2 separate regions of the Hordeum vulgare genome follow, and region 2 is linked to region 1. The links are chromatin contacts, called in public Hi-C maps. All regions are on one chromosome and are shown on one strand. The core of a region is the stretch at or near the end of the contact, and the rest is flanking DNA. Distances in the headings are between cores, read along the strand shown. Region 1 holds the start of LOC123447521 (aspartic proteinase nepenthesin-1-like). Region 2 holds the start of LOC123449980 (CCR4-NOT transcription complex subunit 1-like).

Region 1 (6,717 bases), core at 3,099-5,598:
AAAATGGTTATTATCATATTTCCTTGTTCATGATAATCGTCTATTGTTCATGCTATAATTGTATTAACAGGAAACAGTAATACATGTGTGAATAGATAGATCATAATGTGTCCCTAGCAAGCCTCTAGTTGGCTAGCTCGTTAGTCAATAGATGATCATGGTTTCCTGATCATGGGCATTAGATGTCAATGATAACGGGATCACATCATTGGGAGAATGATGTGATGGACAAGACTCAATCCTAAGCATAGCACTAGATCGTATGGTTCGTATGCTAAAGTTTTTCTAATGTCAAGTATCTTTTCCTTCGACCATGAGATTGTGTAACTCCCGGATACCGTAGGAGTGCTTTGGGTGTATCAAACGTCACAACGTAACTGGGTGACTATAAAGGTGCACTACTGGTACCTCCGAAAGTGTCTGTTGGGTTGGTACGAATCGAGATCGGAATTTGTCACTCCGTGTGACGGAGAGGTAATTCTGGCCCACTCGGTAGAACATCATCATGAGCTCAATGTGACTAAGAAGTTAGTCACACGATGACGTGCTACGGAACGAGTAAAGATAATTACCGGTAACGAGATTGAACAAGGTATGGGTATACCGACGATCGAATCTCGGGCAAGTTCTATACCGACAGACAAAGGGAATCGTATACGGGATTGATTGAATCCTTGACATCGTGGTTCATCCGATGAGATCATCGTGGCGCAAGTGGGAGCCACCATGGGTATCCAGACCCCGCTGATGGTTATTGGCCACAGAGGTGTCTCGGTCATGTCTGCATGTCTCCCGAACCCGTAGGGTCTACACACTTAAGGTTCGATGACGCTAGGGTTATAGGGAATAGTTATACGAGGTTACCGAAAGATGTTCGGAGTCCCGGATGAGATCCCGGACGTCACGAGGAGCTCCGGAATGGTCCTGAGGTAAAGATTGATATATAGGACGGATGGTTTCGGATACCGGGAGTGTTTGGGCATCACCGGTAACGTACCGGGACCACCAGAGGTGCCCCGGGGGACCACCGAAGGGGGCAACGACCCCGGAAGGTAAGGTGGGCCAAGTGGGGGTGGGAACCAGCCCCTAGGTGGGCTGGTGCGCCTCCCCACTCAGCCCAATGCGCAGGGGAGAGAAAAGGGGGGCAAACCCTAAGCCAGGTGGGCCTAAGGCCCACCAGATGGTGCGCCACCCCCTCCTCCCCCCTCTAGCCGCCGCACCTCCCATCTGGGGGGGCTGCCGCACCCCCTAGGGTGGGAACCCTAGGGGTGGCACCCCCTCTCCCCTCCCCCTATATATATCGGGCACTTTTGGCCATTGAGAGACAGACTTTTCCCTCTCCCTCGGCGCAGCCCTGCTCTTCTTTCTCCTCCTCTCTGCCGGTGCTTGGCGAAGCCCTGCCGGGAGACCTCGCCTCTCCATCGACACCACGCCGTCGTGCTGCTGGAGTTCTTCCCCAAACTCTCCCTCCTCCTTGCTGGATCAAGGTGCAGGAGACGTCACTGGGCTGCACGTGTGTTGAACGCGGAGGTGCCGTAGTTTGGCACTAGATCGGAATCGCTGCGAGTACGACTCCATCAACCGCGTTCTAGCAACGCTTCCTCTTAGCGATCTTCAAAGGTATGAAGATGCTCTTACCCCTCTCTCGTTGCTGGTCTCTCCATAGGAAGATCTGAATATGCGTAGGAAAATTTTGAATTTATGCTACGTTACCCAACAGTGGCATCCGAGCCAGGTTTTCTATGCGTAGATTCTATGCACGAGTAGAACACAAAAGTTGTGGGCGATGATTTGTCAATTTGCTTGCCGCTACCAGTCTTATTCTTTTCCGGCGGTATTGTGGGATGAAGCGGCCCGGACGGACTTTACACGTACGCTTACGTGAGACTGGTTCCACCGACAGACATGCACACCGTGCATAAAGGTGGCTAGCGGGTGTCTGTCTCTCCTACTCTAGTCGGATTGGATTTGATGAAAAGGGTCCTTATGAAGGGTAAATAGCTTTGGCATATCATCGTTGTGGCTGTCACGTAGGTAAGAAGGCGTTCTTGCTAGAAACCTAAATCAGCCACGTAAAACTTGCAACAACAATTAGAGGACGTCTAACTTGTTTTTGCAGGGTTTGACATGTGATGTGATATGGCCAAAGTTGTGATGTTGCATGTATGATGTATGAGATTATCATGTTATTGTAATAGGTTTCACGACTTGCATGTCGATGAGTATGACAACCGGCGGGAGCCATAGGAGTTGTCTTAATTTATTGTATGAGATGCAAGGCCATGTGCTTACTACTTTTACTTCATTGCTAACGGTTAGCTATAGTAGTAGTGATAGTAGTAGTTGGCGTGACGACTTCACGAAGACACGATGATGGAGATCATGGTGTCACGCCGGTGGCGATGATGATCATGCGATGCCTGAAGATGGAGATCAAAAAAGCAAAGATGATAATGGCCATATCATGTCACTATATGATTGCATTGTGATGTTTATCATGTTTTACATCTTATTGCTTAGAACGACGGTAGCATAATAAGATGATCCCTCTTAAAATTTCGAGAATGCATTCCCCTAAGTGTGCACCGTTGCGAAGGTTCGTTGTCTTGAAGCACCACATGATGATCGGGTGTGATAGATTCTAACGTTCGCATACAACGGGTGTAAGCCAGATTTACACACGCGAAACACCTAGGTTGACTCGACGAGCTTAGCATGTACAGACATGACCTCGAATACAAGAGACCGAAAGGTCGAACATGAGTCGTATGGTTGAATACGATCAGCATGGAGTTGCTCACCATGGTGACTAGTCCGTCTCACGTGATGATCGGACACGGGTTGGTCAACATGGATCATGTATCACTTAGATGACTAGAGGGATGTCGATTTAAGTGGGAGTTCATACTTAATTTGATTAAATGAACTTAATTGTCATGAACTTAGTCTAAAAGTTGTCTTTATAAATATTGTAGATGTCCAACGTCAACCTCAATTTCAACGCATTCCTAGAGAAAAACAAGCTGAAAGATGATGGTAGCAACTATGCGGACTGGGTTCGCAACTTGAAGCTCATCCTTGAAGCAGCTAAATAGGCTTATGTCCTTGATGCGCCGCTAGATGACCCTCCCGCTCCCGCAGCAGCCACGGTTTTGCAAATATATATTCTCCCACGGTTTTGCAAATATGCAACAAGGAAAATTGTTTCACTACAACTAAAGAGAAATTGATCTTTATATGATTCCAATGAAAGATATTGCTATCCTATGCAATCCTCAATTAACCATTCAATGGAACATATATAGAAATTGCATATTGTTATCCAATAAAATTTAGAGAGATCACTATATGCAATTTTCAGACGAGCCCTTGAATTTTCAAGACAGAAAGGCGAGGACAATGGTGGAATGACAGGTGTAATGATGAACAAAAGGAAATGTCAAGGGCACAAAACATATTGCATGCTGCTTTTTTAGGCTTTAAGCATCTGAAGGTTGATATACCGTAGTACCAAGAATGTCGATGATGATCGGTGAGGACGTCAATGCCTGTCCTTGTCACGCTGTTGCTGCTTTTTCCCAATGCACTCACCTTTTCACAGCTGTCACCAGAATAATTCTGTGTCCCAAATGCACTCGCCTTTTCACATCACTAGTACTCGCTCTATAAACTAATACTCCCTCCGTCTTAAAATAAGTGTCTCAACTTTGTACTAGCTCTAGTATAAAATTGAACTAAGCTTGAGACAGTTATTTTGGGATGGAGGAAGTATAAAAGTGTTTAGATAACTAAAATAGTGATCTAAACGTTTTTATATTAGTTTACGGAGTGAGTACAACTTAAGAAATATTCCCTCCATTTCACAATATAGTATGTCCTCGTTTTTCATGATCTAAGTTTGATCATGAGTTTGATTAAACTTATACATTGAATTCATATCAAAAATACGAATTCAGCGATCTAATTTTTGGTTTCGTCGCAATCGGTCTCGTTTGTTAAATACATATATCATGAAAAACGCCAGCGTGCTACATCGTGGAATGGAGGGAGTAATTTTGTTTTCTCCAGCAAAGACAGAAAGGCAAAGACAATGATGCAATGACAGATGCAATGATGAATAAAAAGAAATGTCAAGGGCACAAAACATATTTCCTGCTGCTTTTTCTCAGGCTTTGAGCATCGATATGCCGCAGTAGCAAGAATGTGGATGATGAATGGTGAGGACGTCGATGGTCGTCCTTGTCAGCTGCTGTTTTTTGTCCAAATGCTCTCGCCTTCTCACAGCTAGCTGTCACAAGAATGGCTGCTATATAAACATGCCCACGGTTGCTAGCTCGAAACGAACACTGACTGACTGGAGTAATAAGAATACTACTAATTAGCATGAAGATGAAGCAGTACGTTATCCTGATGACGGTCCTGTTGGCATGGCCGGCCACCTCGGGCTCCGGCTCGGCCAACCATCACCATGGACTACGCGCCGACCTCACCCACATCGACAGCGGCCGTGGCTTCACCAGAAACGAGCTGCTCCGCCGGATGGTCCTCCGGTCGAGGGCACGCGCTGCCAAGCAGCTATGCCCATCTAGGTCCGGCACCCCGGTGAGGGTGACCGCGCCCGTGGCGAGTGGCTCCCACGTCGTAGGCTACACCGAGTACCTCATCCACTTTGGCATCGGCACGCCACGCCCGCAGCAGGTGGCGCTGGAGGTGGACACCGGTAGCGACGTCGTCTGGACGCAGTGCCGGCCGTGCTTTGACTGCTTCACGCAGCCTCTCCCGAGGTTCGACACCTCCGCCTCCGACACCGTCCACGGCGTCCTGTGCACGGACCCTATCTGCCGAGCCCTGCGCCCACACGCGTGCTTCCTCGGCGGGTGCACGTACCAAGTCAACTACGGCGACAACTCGGTCACAATTGGCCAGCTCGCCAAAGACTCCTTCACCTTCGACGGCAAGGGCGGCGGCAAGGTGACCGTGCCGGATCTTGTCTTTGGATGTGGCCAGTACAACACCGGCAACTTCCATTCCAACGAGACAGGCATCGCCGGCTTTGGCCGCGGCCCATTGTCGCTGCCTAGGCAGCTCGGGGTCAGCAGCTTCTCCTACTGCTTCACCACCATATTCGAGTCAAAGAGCACCCCCGTGTTCCTAGGCGGCGCTCCGGCGGACGGCCTGAGAGCGCACGCCACGGGGCCGATTCTATCCACTCCGTTCCTACCCAACCACCCCGAATACTACTATCTTTCTCTGAAAGGCATCACGGTCGGCAAGACGCGGCTAGCTGTCCCGGAGTCGGCGTTCGTGGTCAAGGCGGACGGCTCCGGCGGGACGATCATCGACTCAGGCACGGCCATCACCGCCTTCCCGCGGGCCGTGTTTCGGAGCCTCTGGGAGGCGTTCGTGGCGCAGGTGCCGCTGCCCCATACCTCCTACAACGACACCGGCGAGCCCACCCTGCAGTGCTTCTCCACGGAGTCGGTGCCGGACGCGAGCAAGGTGCCGGTGCCCAAGATGACGTTGCATTTGGAGGGCGCGGACTGGGAGCTTCCGCGAGAGAACTACATGGCGGAGTACCCCGACTCGGACCAGCTGTGCGTCGTAGTTTTGGCGGGTGACGATGATCGGACAATGATAGGCAACTTCCAGCAGCAGAACATGCACATTGTCCATGATTTGGCCGGCAACAAGCTGGTCATCGAGCCCGCGCAGTGTGACAAGATGTGATGTAAATAACGACGAGTCGACCACACACTCGTTTCAGGTGAAAACGAACTACCGACAACATCCATCGGACCAGTGACTATGTTACCCTTGTTCGTTCGTGCTCCTTCCGTTAAGAAATACTTGTCAAAAAAATAAATAAACATGAATGTATCTAGAACTAAAATATGTTTAGATACATCTATTTCTCTGTCGAATATTTTCGGATGAAGGAAATAGTACGAACTTGCTCCAAGTAAGAAATGTCTTACACGTATGTGCTACATGTCGTATACATAATTAACTGTCGGTCCGGCTACGGTGTACTTAATAAAACAGTTTGATCGACTCGCAGCAGTACGTGGATCTACAAGTCGTTGCATATATAATTCTCAGCATTTGCTATTTGTTAGGGTCGATTCAAAATATAGTTCTCAGCATTTGCTATTCGATGTATCTAAGACACATCTAGATGTGACATAATTATTACACATCTATCTAAATAACTCAATAAAGTAGAAAGAAAAAGAAAAAAAAGGAATACCCATACGAATCTTCAAGTAAGAGCAATGATATAAAACTTAAATGTGCAATGCTTATCTCACATGTAGATGTGTTTTAGCAAAAACAGACACATCTAGATGTGACATAGTTATTGCACATCTGATCTAAATAACTAAATCAAGTATAAAAGAAAAACAAAAGGAAAAAAATATGCACATGAATCTTCACGTAAGATCAATGATATAAAACTTAGATGTGCAATACGTATCTCACATCTAGATATGTGTTAGCAAAACCGTTTGCTATTTGATAGATGGGTGGCAGGCAACCCATAAAACGTTGGATGGGGGATCAGGAAGAAGATGTATAGGGGCAGCTGGGAGGGAGAAGGAGACGACCTGACCGTCTGTAGCAACAAATTCTAAGAGGGTGATTAGATCCAAGGGACTAAAATTAGTCTGACTAAAACTAGTCTCTTTAAGAGGTTAAAGTTCCAAGCACCCCTGACTA
Region 2 (6,717 bases), core at 1,882-4,381, 210 kb before region 1:
AACATTACCCCTAACTTCCAGGAATAAAATGAGCATTGAAGAAGTTGCAAAAAAAATGTCTTTGATTTTGACAACTATCAATATTTCTGTGTCTATACAGACCTTCAGGTCGTGACACACACCAACAATTCTCAGAAGACAGCTTGGATCAGAATGAGCATCAACAAATCCTCGAAGAGTGAGGCATGGGTTAATATGCCAGAGATGATTCAACACATTTCTCTTTGTGGCATCCTTCAGAAGAGCAGGAAAAGCACATGATAGCACTTCAAATTGGAGGAGATTATAGGCAGTCTGCATAGCAGAGCATGAGAGTTAACAATAGTAAAATGATTAAAATTGGATGTAGTTTGTTAAGCAGGACTAGAAGCCATACATTAATGTGTCCAAGACCAACAAGTAGGAGTTCGGGGCAATGTCCCAAAGGAAACTCGAGCATGGATCGCACCGACACAGTGTGTCCAACTTCAGCAAGCTGGCATAAAACCTCTAGAAGGTCAAGGCAAGACCAAGCATGATTACCTGGAGTAAGACTTGCAAAGTCCGGAAGTGCCTAAAAGAAATTGCAACTGTTAGATGTATGAATTGTACGTGGTCTTGTCATGAGTAAAGCCACATGTTACGAAAATAGTACCAGCAGCCTTGAACTATGTGCAAATGTAAAAATAGTAGCAGGGGCAGAGATTGCATGCTTTAAAAATGATATCTGGCCTTCTGTGTTTGTCCACATTGACCCACAAACAGCATGAAGTGGAAAGGGATCCTGTATTATTCAAGAAATTTGTCAGCCAAGCATGTGTGTCTGTTGAAATGCCTGAAAATGAGCACATATATGCTTACCTTGCAAGCACGGCCGTATATATTCATCAGTAAACAGAAAGCTGCTTCATCAGGAATACTAAATCCCTCATGATCAAGGTTTTCCATAACATGCACCCAATTAGTACTTGGGACCTACATGGGAAAGAACGACCAAGTTATTAGAATGCAAAAGCGTGAAGCGAAGAACAAGAATACAGCATGACGATGAGTAAGCCCTCACCAATTCGTTGATTGAATCCACAAGAACATCCGTGTTCCATGTAGTTAACTGAGGTGACTCACTCAAGTGGGTATTCCGAATAGCAGATACAAAGGTTGCATAAGTGTTATGGGCCTCTCCGAGACTATTTTGAGTGCCAATAACTGCCCCGAGCAACTTAGATATTGCCACATCATCAAGAGGCTGAAAAGTGGATAGTATTTCCTTACACTGTGTGCTGTCAACAGTGCATCCATAACCCAACTCAATTACGATATCCGCCATACTTATTTCTTTCCCAATTTCAGAAAGAAGTGACTCGAAGTCATCATTTGTGTTATCTAAGTACATCTCCAAATGTCTGCACGACGCAGAAAATAAGGGGGTAATACAAGTAAGCAATTGGACATGGGGTGAACCAAAACATAAAGATTTTGGTTAGTGAAAGATTAAACACCTTGAAGGATTTATTGACTGAGCATCATACTGCTCCTTGGGGATGGGAGCAAAAAAAGGACTCTGTCCAACTTCTAGAAGAGAAGCAATGTTACTAAAAGTATCCATATGCTTTGTCAGGCCATCGGTCTGGTGAAGGAAGACGACAATTTCATGAATTTGGTCGTTTGGTATCGATTGATTAGGATTCAAACACAACTCCTCAATTTGAGCAATTGCAAATTGTTGCCCTGGAATGATGAAAATAATGTAGATGTCAACGAACAACTGAAAATAGAAGAGGCAACCCTGACACACTCAACACAGAGTTTAACTTCACCACCTAGTGTTTACCTTTCAGCTTCATGCCTGAATTATCAGAATCTGACAGTGCAAGACCGATACCGACTTTCTCGGCTGCTGAGAGTTCCAGTACACTCGACAGAGTCTCAAGGAGGCCATCTGTAGCAGTTTTTATCTGCATCAGTGCCTCACAGAAACAAGTGCTGAAGTAAGTTTTATCCAGACAATATCTGAAAGTGGAGGATAAAAGATCATGCTTCAACTGCAAGTTTTTGGCCTCCCTGTCATTCAACAGCACTTCATCCAAACAGACTTGGAGCATCAAAAGACATCCATCATGACCATAATCAACTAACTGAAAAGGTGGAAAGATAAACATATCAGAAAACCTGTACCGAACTCAGATTTAATTGGTACTTTGCTTGTATGCGGAAATGGTTGAAGCAATAAATTTCTCTCATAAATTGCCGGGTTGTGCACAAAGGTTGCGAGTTGCTTGTGGGCATGCCGATACCACCCGCCAACAAGACCGCGCCTAGTCTGCAATTGAGAACATTCCCACGAGACGGTATCGGCATGTCTCCACTCTCAGCCCACGTGCTGCATCGCCAAATGTCATTCCCAATCACCAAATCCTTCTACATACGTTGAATGGACATATGGGCCCTGCAATTTGCGCAGCAAGCATACACATGACGGGTTCGACTAGCTCGATTAGGACGGAGCATCCAAGCGTGGGTAATGAATTCCCAGTCCATTTTAATTACTTTGTAATTAAGTAGAGTGGAAAAGGTATGTTGTCGTCTTGTGGCGCGCAGCGTTACTGATACGGTCAGGATTCCGCGAAACGGCCTCTCAGAATCAGCAGCACGCCGTGTACAAGGCGGACTACTGGACCGCTTCCGTGCTTACGGATTGCCGGGAACTGTAAGCTCGGGCAAACATGCCCTGGCACGCTCTGGCCTGGAGGCAGGCCATGCCCCTGCATATACATAGATGAAGTAGACAATCGACCTATTCCTGGCCCACATGACGCGGTACACAGCTACGCATCACCGATTCGGAATCTAGGTCACCCAACCCCAGAATGCAGTATAACGATCCTGCGGACGCACCGCCGCTGTGGCGAGTAATAAGATTAGCTGATACGAACCGCGGCGGGTTAGATCCGGGCGGGCGAGGGGCTTAATCCGACGCGACGGACTGGGCGACGGGCGGTGGGGAGGCGGCGGGGGGCGGGTCTAGGGTTTTCACCTGGCAGAGCTCGCGGCTGACGGAGTCGCGGTCGGCGTCGGTGGCGCCCTGCAGCACCAGCCGCACCTCGGCGGCGACGCCGGGGTGGTTGAGCGGCACCATCTCGCCGGCGGGCAGCGCCGCGGCGGGCGGTGGGGCGGGGCTGGGCGGGGGCGGGGGCGGGGCGGGGGCGGGGGCGGGGGTCGGCTGATGGCCTTCGCTGTTGGGTCTCCGAGGGCGAGCCAAGGCGAGGGCAGCGTTCGCGTCTTACGCAGATGGCGGAGGGCCCTCGTGTTGTTTATTATTATAGTCGGTCGGTCTATCCCGATCGATCCATCGATCCATCGGTCGGTCGAGGCCGCCACGCCGGGTTTGCGTCGATGCATCTGTCCCTGGCCGTCCGTCGGGGGATCGACGGCCGCTGCTGCCCAACCGATTTTAGCTTCCTCTACAGATATGCATGCATAGATGGGTTCGAGGGCCTTCTTTGGCTTGTGTTTGTGTGTGCATTCATTGTGTATGAAAAGAGTTTGGTGTGTTTGTCTTTTGAGTACAAACTTCCAAATGGGTAGGGTTTTATGTAAGGGCAGCGCTGGGCATCACACTACAGATACTTTGTTTCCTATCACGCTTGATCGGGTGCATGTGATTTGTCTGATCTAGTAGTTGTTAGTCATCCATCAAGATTTGTTGGGTTGGTTGTTAATAGACCCGCACGAGAGTCGTTCGGTTGGTTTCTTAATTGATATTGCTCCCGCATATCACGTGCACTATTGTCGTTTATCTCTCTTCATATGTCGTTTCTTTCAACTAAGCTTTTCCGTCGAACTTTGCTTCCTTCAGCTAGTTTTTTTTAACATAACAAGGGTCCCGAATGACCCAGACTTATATTAGATAATCATGCAACATTTTACATGAGGACCCAACAGAAAAGGAAAGTTACAACATAGTCCGGACATTTTGTAGAAAGGACCCCAGAAGACAAAACTGAGACGCCATCGAGTCCTTGTCGCCGGCTTCGAACCTGGCTCGATCCCAGCGACGCCAGGAATGAGACCACTCGGGGCAGAGGAATGGCTACAGCACCGCCAGCAAAGCACCGGAGGGAAACAAAGAAAGTACCACGACGAAGCACCGGAAAAGATGCCTCCCTTTTGGCTCAATGGTCGGGAGGAAATCATGGAGCCGGTCTTCATCGTCGGAACTCCGTGTGGTTTTACTTCGACCATAAGATACAGCAGCACAAGGATGAAATCCTCAGGGGGCTCAGATCTGCACCAAATCCCCCTGCCAGATGCTGCAAAGATTGGGCTCCAAAAACTCACATAGATGAATCGGTGGCTTAGCCCCATCCCTCCCTCCTTTTCCTGTCCACCTTCATGGTGGCTCAAAGAGAAGCAAGGAAGGATGAGACCAAGCACCGGATCTGAGGATCCAGCGAGCTTATTGGGGGGAGGAACGCCGGCAAGAACTCCTTTCGCCTCTGGCTCCAACCACCGGAGCACCGCGAATCCTAGCATCACTGCCACCAGCCATTGGATGCATCTCGCGTGCACCACACGCAAGATCCCCTTCGGCATAACACCAGTCCTAAAAATGGCCAAACTACTATTCTGTATAGGAGCAACGGAGCTCTTCTCCCCATCCATATCCGGCCGACAGCGCCGTCTGACAGGAGAGGGGCCCGAGCCGGGTGTTGGGTAACGTAGTAATAATTCAAAATTTTCCTACGTGTCACCAAGATCAATCTAGGAGATGTTAGCAATGAGAGAGGGAGAGCATCTTCATACCGTTGAAGATCGCTAAGCGGAAGCGTTACAATGAACGCGGTTGATGGAGTCGTACTCGCGACGATTCAAATCGCGAAAGATCCGATCCAAGCACCGAACGAACGGTGCCTCCGTGTTCAACACACGTACATCCCGGGGATGTCTCCTTCTTGATCCAGCAAGGGGGAGGAGAAGTTGAGGGAGAGCTTCGGTAGCACGACGCGCGTGGTGGCGATGGAGCTTGTAGTTCTCCGACAGGGCTTCGCCAAGCGCCGCGGAGGAGGAGAAGTGGAGGGGTAGGGACGCGCCAAGAGGGGAGGGTTCAAGTGTGTGCGCAGCCCTCAAACCCCTCCTCTATTTATAGGAGGAAGGCAGAGGGGGTCGGTCACCCTAGGAAACCCTAGGAGGGGGCAGCGGCGGCCAAGGAGGTGGCTTGCCTCCCACACTGGTGGGAGGCAACCCCACGCCCTAGGGTTTCAGCCTGGGTGTTGGAAATATGCCCTAGAGGCAATAATAAATTAGTTATTATTATATTTCTTTGTTCATGATAATCGTTTATTATCCATGCTATAATTGTATTGATTGGAAACACAGTGCATGTGTGGATACATAGACAAAACACTGTCCCTAGTAAGCCTCTAGTTGACTAGCTCGTTGATCAAAGATGGTCAAGGTTTCCTGACCATAGGCAAGTGTTGTCACTTGATAACGGGATCACATCATTAGGAGAATCATGTGATGGACTAGACCCAAACTAATAGACGTAGCATGTTGATCGTGTCATTTTGTTGCTACTGTTTTCTGTGTGTCAAGTATTTGTTCCTATGACCATGAGATCATATAACTCACTGACACCGGAGGAATGCTTTGTGTGTATCAAACGTCGCAACGTAACTGGGTGACTATAAAGATGCTCTACAGGTATCTCCGAAGGTGTTCGTTGAGTTAGTATGGATCGAGACTGGGATTTGTCACTCCGTGTGACGGAGAGGTATCTCGGGGCCCACTCGGTAATACAACATCACACACAAGCCTTGCAAGCAATATGACTTAGTGTAAGTTGCGGGATCTTGTATTACGGAACGAGTAAAGAGACTTGCCGGTAAACGAGATTGAAATAGGTATGCGGATACTGACGATCGAATCTCGGGCAAGTAACATACCGGAGGACAAAGGGAATGACATACGGGATTATATGAATCCTTGGCACTGAGGTTCAAACGATAAGATCTTCGTAGAATATGTAGGATCCAATATGGGCATCCAGGTCCTGCTATTGGATATTGACCGAGGAGTCACTCGGGTCATGTCTACATAGTTCTCGAGCCCGCAGGGTCTGCACACTTAAGGTTCGACGTTGTTTTATGCGTATTTGAGTTATATGGTTGGTTACCGAATGTTGTTCGGAGTCCCGGACGCCACGAGGGTTTCCGGAATGGTCCGGAAACGAAGATTGATATATAGTATGACCTCATTTGATTACCGGAAGGTTTTTGGAGTTACCGGGAATGTACCGAGAATGACGAATGGGTTCCGAGTGTTCACCAGGGGGGCAGCCCACCCCGGGGAAGCCCATAGGCCTTGGGGGTGGCGCACCAGCCCTTGGTGGGCTGGTGGGACAGCCCAAGAAGGCCCTATGCGCCATAGATAGAAAATCAAAGAGAAAAGAAAAAAAAGGAGGTGGGAAAGGAGAGAAGGACTCCACCTTCCAATCCTAGTTGGACTAGTATTGGAGAAGGACTCATCCTCCCTTGGTGGCGCAGCCCTTGGGGCTCCTTGAGCCTCAAGGCAATCCTCCCCTCACCTCCTCCTATATAAATGGAGCTATTAGGGCTGATTTGAGACAACTTTTGCCACGGCAGCCCGACCACATACCTCCACGGTTTTACCTCTAGTTCGCGTTTCTACGGAGCTCGGGCGGAGCCCTGCTGAGATTAGATCACCACCAACCTCCGG

What was found. Hi-C and Micro-C count contacts between places; a contact is called where the count stands out from the background.
Region 2: a contact with region 1 is called in a Hi-C map of seedling, with 2.7 times the contacts expected there. The contact joins the promoter of LOC123449980 here to the promoter of LOC123447521 in region 1. A contact is called at or near these places in 4 of 6 Hi-C or Micro-C datasets (leaf and seedling).

The regions. Positions count from the first base shown.
Region 1 is chr4H:603,454,783-603,461,499 of MorexV3_pseudomolecules_assembly, reverse strand. LOC123447521 (aspartic proteinase nepenthesin-1-like) reads left to right here and starts at 4,348. Exons shown (of 1, transcript XM_045124128.1): 1 at 4,348-5,978. The coding sequence starts at 4,384. The coding sequence ends at 5,727.
Region 2 is chr4H:603,668,435-603,675,151 of MorexV3_pseudomolecules_assembly, reverse strand. LOC123449980 (CCR4-NOT transcription complex subunit 1-like) reads right to left here and starts at 3,131. Exons shown (of 51, transcript XM_045127367.1): 1 at 3,014-3,131; 2 at 1,811-2,114; 3 at 1,479-1,707; 4 at 1,043-1,382; 5 at 841-954; 6 at 635-763; 7 at 377-553; 8 at 103-294. The coding sequence starts at 3,115.